2 separate regions of the Rattus norvegicus genome follow, and region 2 is linked to region 1. Evidence: chromatin contacts called from public Hi-C data. All regions are on one chromosome and are shown on one strand. The core of a region is the stretch at or near the end of the contact, and the rest is flanking DNA. Distances in the headings are between cores, read along the strand shown. Region 1 holds the start of Ust (uronyl-2-sulfotransferase). Region 2 has its middle 33 kb from the start of Rnu6-884.

Region 1 (4,649 bases), core at 1,209-3,708:
GAACATACTTTATTAGGTCTCACCTAATAAAGCAGAGAATGAACAGGTGACTACCATACACACCAAACTTTCCTGATGCTACCTTTCAAACGCCCTGGCTCCTCACCCAGGCCTGGGTTTCCTTTTTCACACAAAGGGTAACAGAACCGCAAAACTGTAAGAGCTGGGTTCAGGTTTGAGGGGAAAAGGTTCAAACCCTAATTACACAGAGAAGAGCCAAAGCTGTTAAGTTTGAGCAACCGTGCTCAAAGCAAAGCACTCCTGGGAAAACATGGGGCCTTCCAGCCCCATACAACATAGGAGGAAGCTCTGCACCCTGGACCGCCACACTTAACTTAAAAGAGCTTTTGGTGGTGGGTGGTGCACAACAGATTCTATGGAAGAGTAGCCCTGAGCTTCAGTGCTGACCAACAGGAGTGGACACTAGTTCCTGATAGTGAAGATGAAATGACCAAGAGCAAGAGCGGGCGTCTGAAAGCAGGAAGGAAGGTTCAAGGTTCCAAAACGTAGAACAGAGAATGAAGAGGTTACTCTCACCAATAAAAAGGGCTATTAACCTAAAACCATAAAGCCGGATGCTGAGAATTACGCTTCAGAAATCTGACAAAGGCAATATTTTCTCTTTAATCTTCCACAGAGGTTCCTGTGAAATCACAGTGCCCCCAATGTTTTACCTGAAATGAAATTTTAACTTTAAAAAAAAAAAAAATCCCAGCTTCTGTCCGAGGAAGCAATACGATTTTATCAGCTTACACCACTCCCAAACACTTTATTGGTGTGGTTTTTTGTGGCTTTCTTGGTTCTTTTCCTTCCAAACAGGCCTGCTGTTACTAGATGTGTGGCTTCTGTGAGGAAAGGGACCTTTGAGGTAACTGTGAGTCGCCAGTTTGGCCCATTCTTGTCCCAGCACTTTGATGAACCTGAACTGACTCTGGGCCTGCAGATGGCCACTGTAGCTTCTTCCACTCAGATTTACCACCTCAGAGACAACCTCTGCACGACCTCTTCTGGCCACAGAAGTCAAGGTATTTACATCCTCCCTTAGCCAAGGCTTATGAGCCAGCATCATCCCAGGGACCTGGGCGAGTGCAGGCCAAACCTTGGCACTCAGAATCATGGATGAGAGAGGAGGGAGGTAACACCTCACTGAAATCTGTTTTCTTGGGTTCCGACCTCTTCCTTATTCAGCCACGAACCAAGAAGAAAAAAAGTTGACCTGAGACACATACATGGTGGAAGTTCGACAGGTCACAGAAGGCGACACAGCTGACTGGCACCTAAAGACAGCACCAATTTCTCCTGCACTCTCGCTGCAGTCCGCGGGGTGCGCAGGTGCTGCCAAGGAACAAACCAACCTAAGGATGGAATCACCTGGGCCAACTCACAAAAGGGGAACCCACCGGATAGAATAGCTAAAAGTGACTGGGAAACGGGGCTAAACCAACCCACACAACTCAGAAAGCCAGACGGGACAGGATCGTAAGTCTTTAACCACATCACAGAGACTGTCCACGCACCGCCAGGCCAGAGTACACACAAACACTCATAAACATGCTCCTGTCTACTCTGCCCCAGTTGGAGTGGCGATATGGGGACGGGTACGAGACCTCAGGACTTGGGACACCTGCCCGGCGCCCCGCGGCGCCTGCGGACTGCCTGGAGTGCAGTAGGGAGCAGGCGCTCCCAGCTGCCGCACGCAGGGATGGACGCTGGTTGGCATCCCACCTGGGGAGTCTCAGGGACCGTGGTGGCCGTGACAGCTTTAGAGATTTCCCCACTTATCATCCTTTCCCCGGGTGCCCAACTTTGCGGGGTCCGGCGCAGTCCTTTCTTACCCAAATACTGCCGCAGGTCGAGTAGAAAACGAGGGGGTCCCCCGCTGAGCTGGTAGAAAAGGGAGCCCAGGCAGAAGACCAGCAGCGTAGCCATGCAGAAACCGTAGTCCCGGAGGGAGAAGCGCAGGAAAGGCAGCAGCGGGATCCGGCGCTTGCAGCTGCCCAGGCACGGAGGGGCGCCCCCCACAGGGGCCCCATGGGGCCAGGGATCCGCGCCGCCGCCGGGATGCTGCTGCTGCTTCTTCTTCATCGCCCGCTCCGCCGCCTCGCACAGCCCGCCCGGGCCAGGAAGAGGTCACCCATCCGCCGCCAGCCGGAGCGCCTGGCCGGCCGTCTGCACATGGAGAGGGACGCACTGTGGGCAGCCGAGTGGGGGCGGGGAGGGGCCGAAGTTGCCGGGCTCAGGGTACTCTGCTCATCTTGGTCCCCACCGCTCGCTGCGGCCCCAAAGGGCCCAAGATGTTCCGGGCCCCGCCGTAGAGGGTAGCGATTGCAACCCACGCCCGGTCGCGCGTCCCACTAGCAGCCCCGTGTCCCGTGGCAGCCCTGCGCCCCAAGTCCCGCCGCGCCCCGGGCTCGCTCCCGGCTCGCCTCCAGCGCCAGCGTGGACCCCCCGGGCTTTGTGTGGGTCGCGGGCGGCGTGTTTGGTCCCGGATCAGGCTCGGCTAGCTCAAGGCAGGGAGGATCAGGAGGCGGACACCACCCTCTCGCTCCACCTCCTTGACAGGGGCTTCCCTTCCCTTCCCTCCTCGCCTCTCCTCCTCTCCTCTTTCTCTCCGGCTCAAGGCGGCCGGCTCTCCTCCCTCCCCACACTCCCCTCCCTCTCCACCCCGGGTCTCGACGCTGGACTCGGTGTCACGTTACGGCTTCTGCTGGGGCGGGCAGGGAGGGAGGAGGGGGCCGAGGATCAGCAACAAGGAAGAAAGTTTCTGGGTGTGTGGTTTGTCGTCTCCCCCACCCCCGCCTCCCCCTCCGTTCTCTACAATCCGGTCTCGGTTCCTGCGCTACCAGCGACCTCTTGGGGCCCCGCTGACTTCGCTCTCATAAACAGTCGCCGAGTTGGAGGATTTGACTACGTTTGTCTTTTCATTTTGAGAACTTGATTCTCTTTCTATATCCCAAGCGACCCATCTACCAAAGGCCGATACAGTGTGCTGGGATATGGGTTCAACACCTAGCCCGGACGATAAAAAGGCAATAGGTAGGTTTTTTAATGAAACACGCCGGTCAGGGCCAGGCGGGTAGCGCCTGCACGCCCCTGGCTGAGAATCAGAGGGCGCTTTTTTCTTGCCCTCCCTGGTCCTACAAGCACTCCACTGGAAACAGGGGTACTAAGCTGACTCCAGGAAGTCCTTATAGCAGATAGAAAAAGTGGATGCTCTGTGCACTCAGGTACCTGTTTCACTATCTCTCTTCCCACCGCTAGGAAGTTTCTAGAACTTAAGCTTCTCAGACACCTATGGAGAACGGAACTGGTGATACTTGACAGTGCTGCTCTATCAGGCACACTTAGTCGTTTTTTGTTTTGTATTTTACTAATCACCAGCTACAGAAGTAATATGGCCAGAGAGTTACATTGTGTTTCCAGTGTCCTAGATTGTTTTTCTGTGACTTTAATAAACACCATTGGCCCAAAATAACATGGAGAAGAAAAGGATTTGTTTGGCTAACCAGTTACAGTCCATTATGGAAGGAAGCCGAGGCAGGAGGAACCTACAAGCAGGAACTGGAGCAGAAACTATGGAGTAATGTGCTTACCCGCGGCTTCCAGGTTCACCTTACTGCTGTCTTTCTTACACATCCCAGGCCCACCTGCTTAGGAATAGTTCAGCCAGCTGTGGGCTGGCCTTCCTACATCAACTAGCAATCACGAAAATGCTCCCCGGGTATGAGCAAAGACCAATCTGTTGGAGACAGTTCCTCAATAAGGTTTTTCTTTTCCAGCTGCGCGTTAAGTCGCCAACAAACATGACATTTAGTGACATAAGAAGGTAGGATGGTGAACAAGACAGATATATTAACCACTGCAAATCTGGCACTGGCCAGATTTCTTCATGGTTTCCCTGCAATTAGCAAAAAAGACCATTTAGCTGGGGCCACGTGATTCTGTTACCTCTCATCTCTGATCCCCAACTCATTCTAAATATTCCAGTAATCAGGAGATGGGGGACAGGTCGGTTAAGAGCCTCGTAACTCCAGGACTGTCTTCCTGAAAACTTTTAAAACCTTGTCCCTCCAGAGATTACTCCACAGAAAATTGAGGAATGGGACGCTGGGAGTAAGAATTCAAACTGAAGGGCAGAACGCAAGCTGGTTAGTTTTAAATGTCACAGTCACAACCTAGAATCGCTGGAAAGAACCTCAATTAAAGAATTGCCTAGTTGGGGATTTAGCTCAGTGGTAGAGCGCTTGCCTAGCAAGCGCAAGGCCCTGGGTTCGGTCCCCAGCTCCGAAAAAATAGAAAAAAAAAAAAAAAAGAATTGCCTAGGGCTGCAGAGATGGCTCAGCGGTTAAGAGCACTGACTGCTTCCAGAGGTCCTGAGTTCAAATCCCAGCAACCACATGGTGGCTCACAACCATCTGTAATGGGATCTGATGCCCTCTTCTGGTGTGCCTGAAGACAGCAACAGTGTACGCATATACATTAAATAAACAAACAAAACAAAAACAATTATTAAAAAAAAAAAGAATTGCCTAGACTGGATTAGTTGTCTGTTATAATGTAGGAGTGTCCAGCCCACTGTGGGGGAACCACACTGTTCCCTGGGAAGATGATTCTGAACTGTATAAAGGAGCTCGTTAAGCATGAGCCCA
Region 2 (4,649 bases), core at 1,209-3,708, 130 kb after region 1:
GTTACTCTTTCCCAACTGTGCATCTGCAGTTGACAATAATGTGAAAGCTGCTGTGTTGCCCTCACAGTCAGCGGCAGCATGGATCCTGGACTTCTACCTGGTTTCTGGCAACAGCACAGACCACGGACATCCACATGGTCTCCAGCACATGCCAAGGTCCTCCAACTTGGTCTCCAATGGCAGCACTGCCCACAGACATCAACATGGGTTCCAAAGTTTGGACCATGGCCTCCTGGAGAAGTATGGACCAATGAGGGACTTTCAGAAAGGTCCAATCCAGTAAACGAACCGTTCCTCGTCACGAACATCCCGTAGCAGTTCAGAGCCAGGATGGTTGGGTGGTCGGGCAGCTTGTTCGGGGCTGAGTCTACTGAAGGACCAGGCTGCTGCTGGACGTCACCCTCCAGACCCTACTGGGTAATGACCTGTTCCTCCATTAACCGTGGTCTCTGATACCTGTGACACTTGTCACGCCTCTGGTTTCACCTCTCTCCCCTGTGCACAAACCTCTCCACTACTCCATCTTGCCCACCTCTCCATCACATATTCCTTGGTAGTAGCATTGGCAGCTGTAGTGTGTCATGCAATACACACACACACACACACACACACACACACACACACACACACACAAAATATTCCCCAAACAGCTTTACGTCTAAATGTTCATTTTTGGCTGACACACCATCAATACTAGACCATCTCTGAGGCTCCTTTTAACTATCCCGCTATTTCCCAGAGATCCTGTGGCTCTCGTTCTAGAGGACTGGCTCCTTCACAAACTCCATCAGTACGTAGATGGAGTAGATGTCCGGGTGGACTGACTCAGAGCCGTCTGAGCCTGGGTGATAGCTGAGTCGTTAGGTGTTGGGAACCTTCCTTCCCACCACCAGCGGAGCCGCATTGAACGTTCCTCATAGGAACACCCTAACATCAATGTCTTTATTGATTTCTCCAGGAATGAAACAGTGCTATGGGAGAAGAGGACTAGAGGTTGAGGGCGGAGGAACACAGAAGTATTACATTTTCATCTGGCGTAACAGAAAATCGATGTGTAAAGTCTGAGTAGACAAAAGTGCTACAAGCGTACTATGGAGAGACACTCACTGAGATGCATCCTTTTATTATTCTGATTAGAAAGATCTCTTTTCATCCTTCGGGTGCCGAAGTCGAAATTGTCTTTCCCTCTGTAAAGTGCATGTCCTTTGTTCCATGTCCAGAGTCCAGTGAAGTTTTATTGTCTGAGAGAATGTGTGAGGATCTCTGTTTTGAGTCTCTTCCAGATCATTTTTAGTTTTTTAGAACCACCTTCTTAGAAGACATAATTAGAGGACCACTGATATTCACCTTAATGTTATTGGTGAGGAAGTCATTCTGAGGTCATCCTGCCTCTATTGATGGTGTGTGGGTGGGCTTGTGTTATTGATGTTCCCTTGTCTGTTCTGTGAGGACTGTTTCTGGGAGATTCTGTAATATAATTCAAAAAGCACTTAGTTACCATGAAAATAGAAACCCCTGGGAAATTCTTCATAGAGCACAAGTAGGTTTTTGTCACCCTTTGTCCTGATTGTCATGTTACAGAACATTTTTCTCAGTGATAGAAGGCAATGGACACCAGCCATATTGAGTGTGTGTGTGTGTGTGTGTGTGTGTGTGTGTGTGTGTGTGTGTCTTAGTTAAGGTTTTTTATTGCTGTGAAGAGACACCATGACCAAGGCAACTCTAATCAAGAAAACATTTAATTGGGACTGGCTTACAGTGTCAGAGGTTCAGTCCATTGTCATCATGGTCAGAAGCACAACTGCTGAGAGTTCTATAGCTTGATCCAAAGGCAGCAGCAGGAGACCCACTTCTGCAAGCAGCCAGGAGAAGGCTATCATCTATACTGGATGGACCTTGAGCATAGGAGGAGACTTCAAAATCACCCCAACAGTGATACACTTCCTCTAACAAGGGTATACCTCCAAAAAGGCCATACCTCCTAATAGTACCACTTCCCATGGGTCAAACATATTCAAATCACCACTATATATATATTTATGTATAAGTATATGCATGTACATATAAATATATATAGCATGCAGTGATTAAATTGTATTTCATATAAAGGTTAGATATGCTCCAAAGTCTTTTTGCCTTTTATTCTAGTGAATTGTCATGCATAGTCCACTAGGGATTATATATAGGGCAGATCCTCAAAGAGCAGCACTTCTGTGAATGATGTGCCGGGGTCTCTACAGAAAATGCAGGGTTTAGATGTAGGGCATTTCCTTGAGTTCTTCCATTCCGCCTTAAATTTTGATGCAAACTTGCGTCCATTTGAGGACACTGCACTGTACTCATCCTCATAGAGCCAGTTTTCATTGCAGGCCGTTTTGCCTAACAGGACAGCACAGAGCAGAGGCCTGCCTGCGGCTGGAGTGCATCATTCTTTACCTCTCAAAAGCTGACTGAATTCCTCATGAAAGAGAGCCCTCTATTGACCAGAGCACTTCCTTGCTGTTTTAGATATTCCCCAGGAGCTCCTGGCTTCCCGGCTGGATTAGTAAGCGCCCTAAAGATCCAAGTAATGACTTTCTAAAAGTCCATGCATTACATCGTAGGTAGCCATCTACCACCATAAACACTGACAAGGATATCTGACTGCTTACGATAACTCAGCAGTTAAAGAAAGAGTATAAAACGCAGTGGCGTATAAACAATAAAGGGGTGGATGCCTACCATCGTGGTACTTGGGAAGTGGAGACAGAAGGATTTGAAGTACAAACCCAGGCTGGGCTGCATAGTGAAGCTCTGCCTCAAAAACAAAACAAAAACAAAAACAAAAACAACAACAACAACAACAAAAAAAGCCGAACAAACTACAAAAGGGACATGTAGTTCCAGTGCCAGTCTGTAGGGGGCAGCAAAGACACTGCTCAGATCAGCGTTCATTTCCATTTTTTTTGCTTCCAATGAAGAAATACCTTGTTTTAAAAAACACATTGGTGGGATCAAAATACCAGTGGAATATAGACCTTGTCCCCAAAGCATGACACCAGTATATAGGGCAGAAGTTTAAAGCATCATTCATGAAGTATAGCTGAAAGCTCTCTCCTAACTGTAAGAAATTAAACCAAAGACAGGCATTACATTTTAAGCAGGTGGTGTGGCTCAGTGGGTAAGGGTGCTGGTGCTTGCCTCACAGGCATGCCGACCTGAGTTAGACTCCCCCAGAACCCACAAAAAGATGAAAGGAGAGAAACTGACTCCACAAAGTTGTCCACTAACTCTGTGTGTGTGTGTGTGTGTGTGTGTGTGTGTGTGTGTGTGTGTGTGTATGCAGCCACACACACGTAAAAACACACACACTAAAATCTCAAGGGAGATCTTGAAGAAGATTTTAGGGAGGGTACCCCAAAATACAAAGAGCAGAAAGAGGGGAAACTGCCACTCAGGGGTAGAAGCCCTTTCTGAGAGGAGTGAATATTATTTGTAAATGATAGCTTGGAAGGTCATTTCTTTGTTTATGCTTTGAATCTTTTTTAAATTTCAGTAACTGACTCTATGCAGCATGGTAAAAGTTTTTAAATTTTGAGTAAAAATTTGTTAATTCTCTAAATATACATGGAAACCTAAGGATTGCCGTTTGAAATTTAATAAGACACGTTACGGAAACCTGAGATGCTGTAAGATGGTCAGCCACTTTTGTAAGTATTGTTTATGTTACTTTTTTTATCTGACAAAGACAGATAACAATGGACAGTTGTCCCCTGCCTCCCCCATAGGCTCCTCTGGGATGGCCACATCCAAGTCTTTATCTGCTTTATGACATTAACCTCTCCATTTCCAAGTAGTGTCATGATGTAAGCTGTCTCCACTTGACCCTGATTCTGAGTTTTGCTTTTATAGATAAGGAGTTAGTGCTCTGCCTAACTAACAGAGTTAGTCTGCACCCTGCCTTTGCTTCCTCTCTCGCCAGCCCGACATTTTCTGTTTTAGCTACATTGATGCTGGCATCAACATTACTGTTTCTGCCTAATCGATATTCTTTGCAAATTTGAAGTCATCTGTTACCATTGTTTTCTTCTAAAATGGCTTATTTTAACGAACATGTGACTGCTGGTTTTTTCTCTTTACGGTTTCCTAGAGAGTACAGGCTTCTTTTATCTTATATCGCTCACATATCAGCTGAGGTCATTGATGTGTGTGGTGTATGTACATGTGTGTGGAGACCCGCTGTTGACACTGAATGCTTCCCCTGTTACTCTCCTCCTTGGTTTTGGAGACAGGGTCTTTCATTGTACCTGGAGTTCATGGCTTTGGCTCAGTGACCAGCAAGCAGGCTCCAGGGATCCACGAGTCCAGTTTCCCCAGGATTTGTGCATATGTGCTGGGAATTCAAACTCAGGTCCTCATGCGTGGACCATAAGCACTTTAGCAACAGAGCCATCTCTCTGTCTCCTCCGCTTTTACAGGCTAAAGCAGCAGATGGCCTTTTGTCCATTGTTTTATTTTATTTTTGAAAATTTATTATTTTTTAATTATGGAGGGAACTCAATTTTTAATTATTAGGAAATTCAACTTGGGTCTCCTGCAAGAGCCGTCTATGCCCCTAACCACTGAGACACCCTCCCTCTAGCATCTTATTCTCTTCATGATTTTAATTG

The links. Hi-C and Micro-C count contacts between places; a contact is called where the count stands out from the background.
Region 2: a Hi-C map of Schwann cells shows a contact between it and region 1, with 8 times the contacts expected there. The contact joins the enhancer-like site here to the promoter of Ust in region 1. A contact is called at or near these places in 6 of 12 Hi-C or Micro-C datasets (the A7r5 cell line, the Rat2 cell line, Schwann cells and 3 more).

The regions. Positions count from the first base shown.
Region 1 is chr1:4,779,898-4,784,546 of GRCr8, forward strand. It overlaps Ust (uronyl-2-sulfotransferase), which reads right to left and starts at 2,459. Exons shown (of 8, transcript NM_001108458.1): 1 at 1,836-2,459. The coding sequence starts at 2,085.
Region 2 is chr1:4,907,238-4,911,886 of GRCr8, forward strand. No RefSeq gene overlaps it. Among named protein-coding and RNA genes, the nearest start is that of Rnu6-884, 33 kb to the left of the region's middle. Within about 2 kb of position 2,459, at least 21 of the 93 cell types and tissues checked have an H3K27ac peak or open chromatin away from gene starts, as enhancers often do. A contact at or near this core is called in Schwann cells, where this site is marked.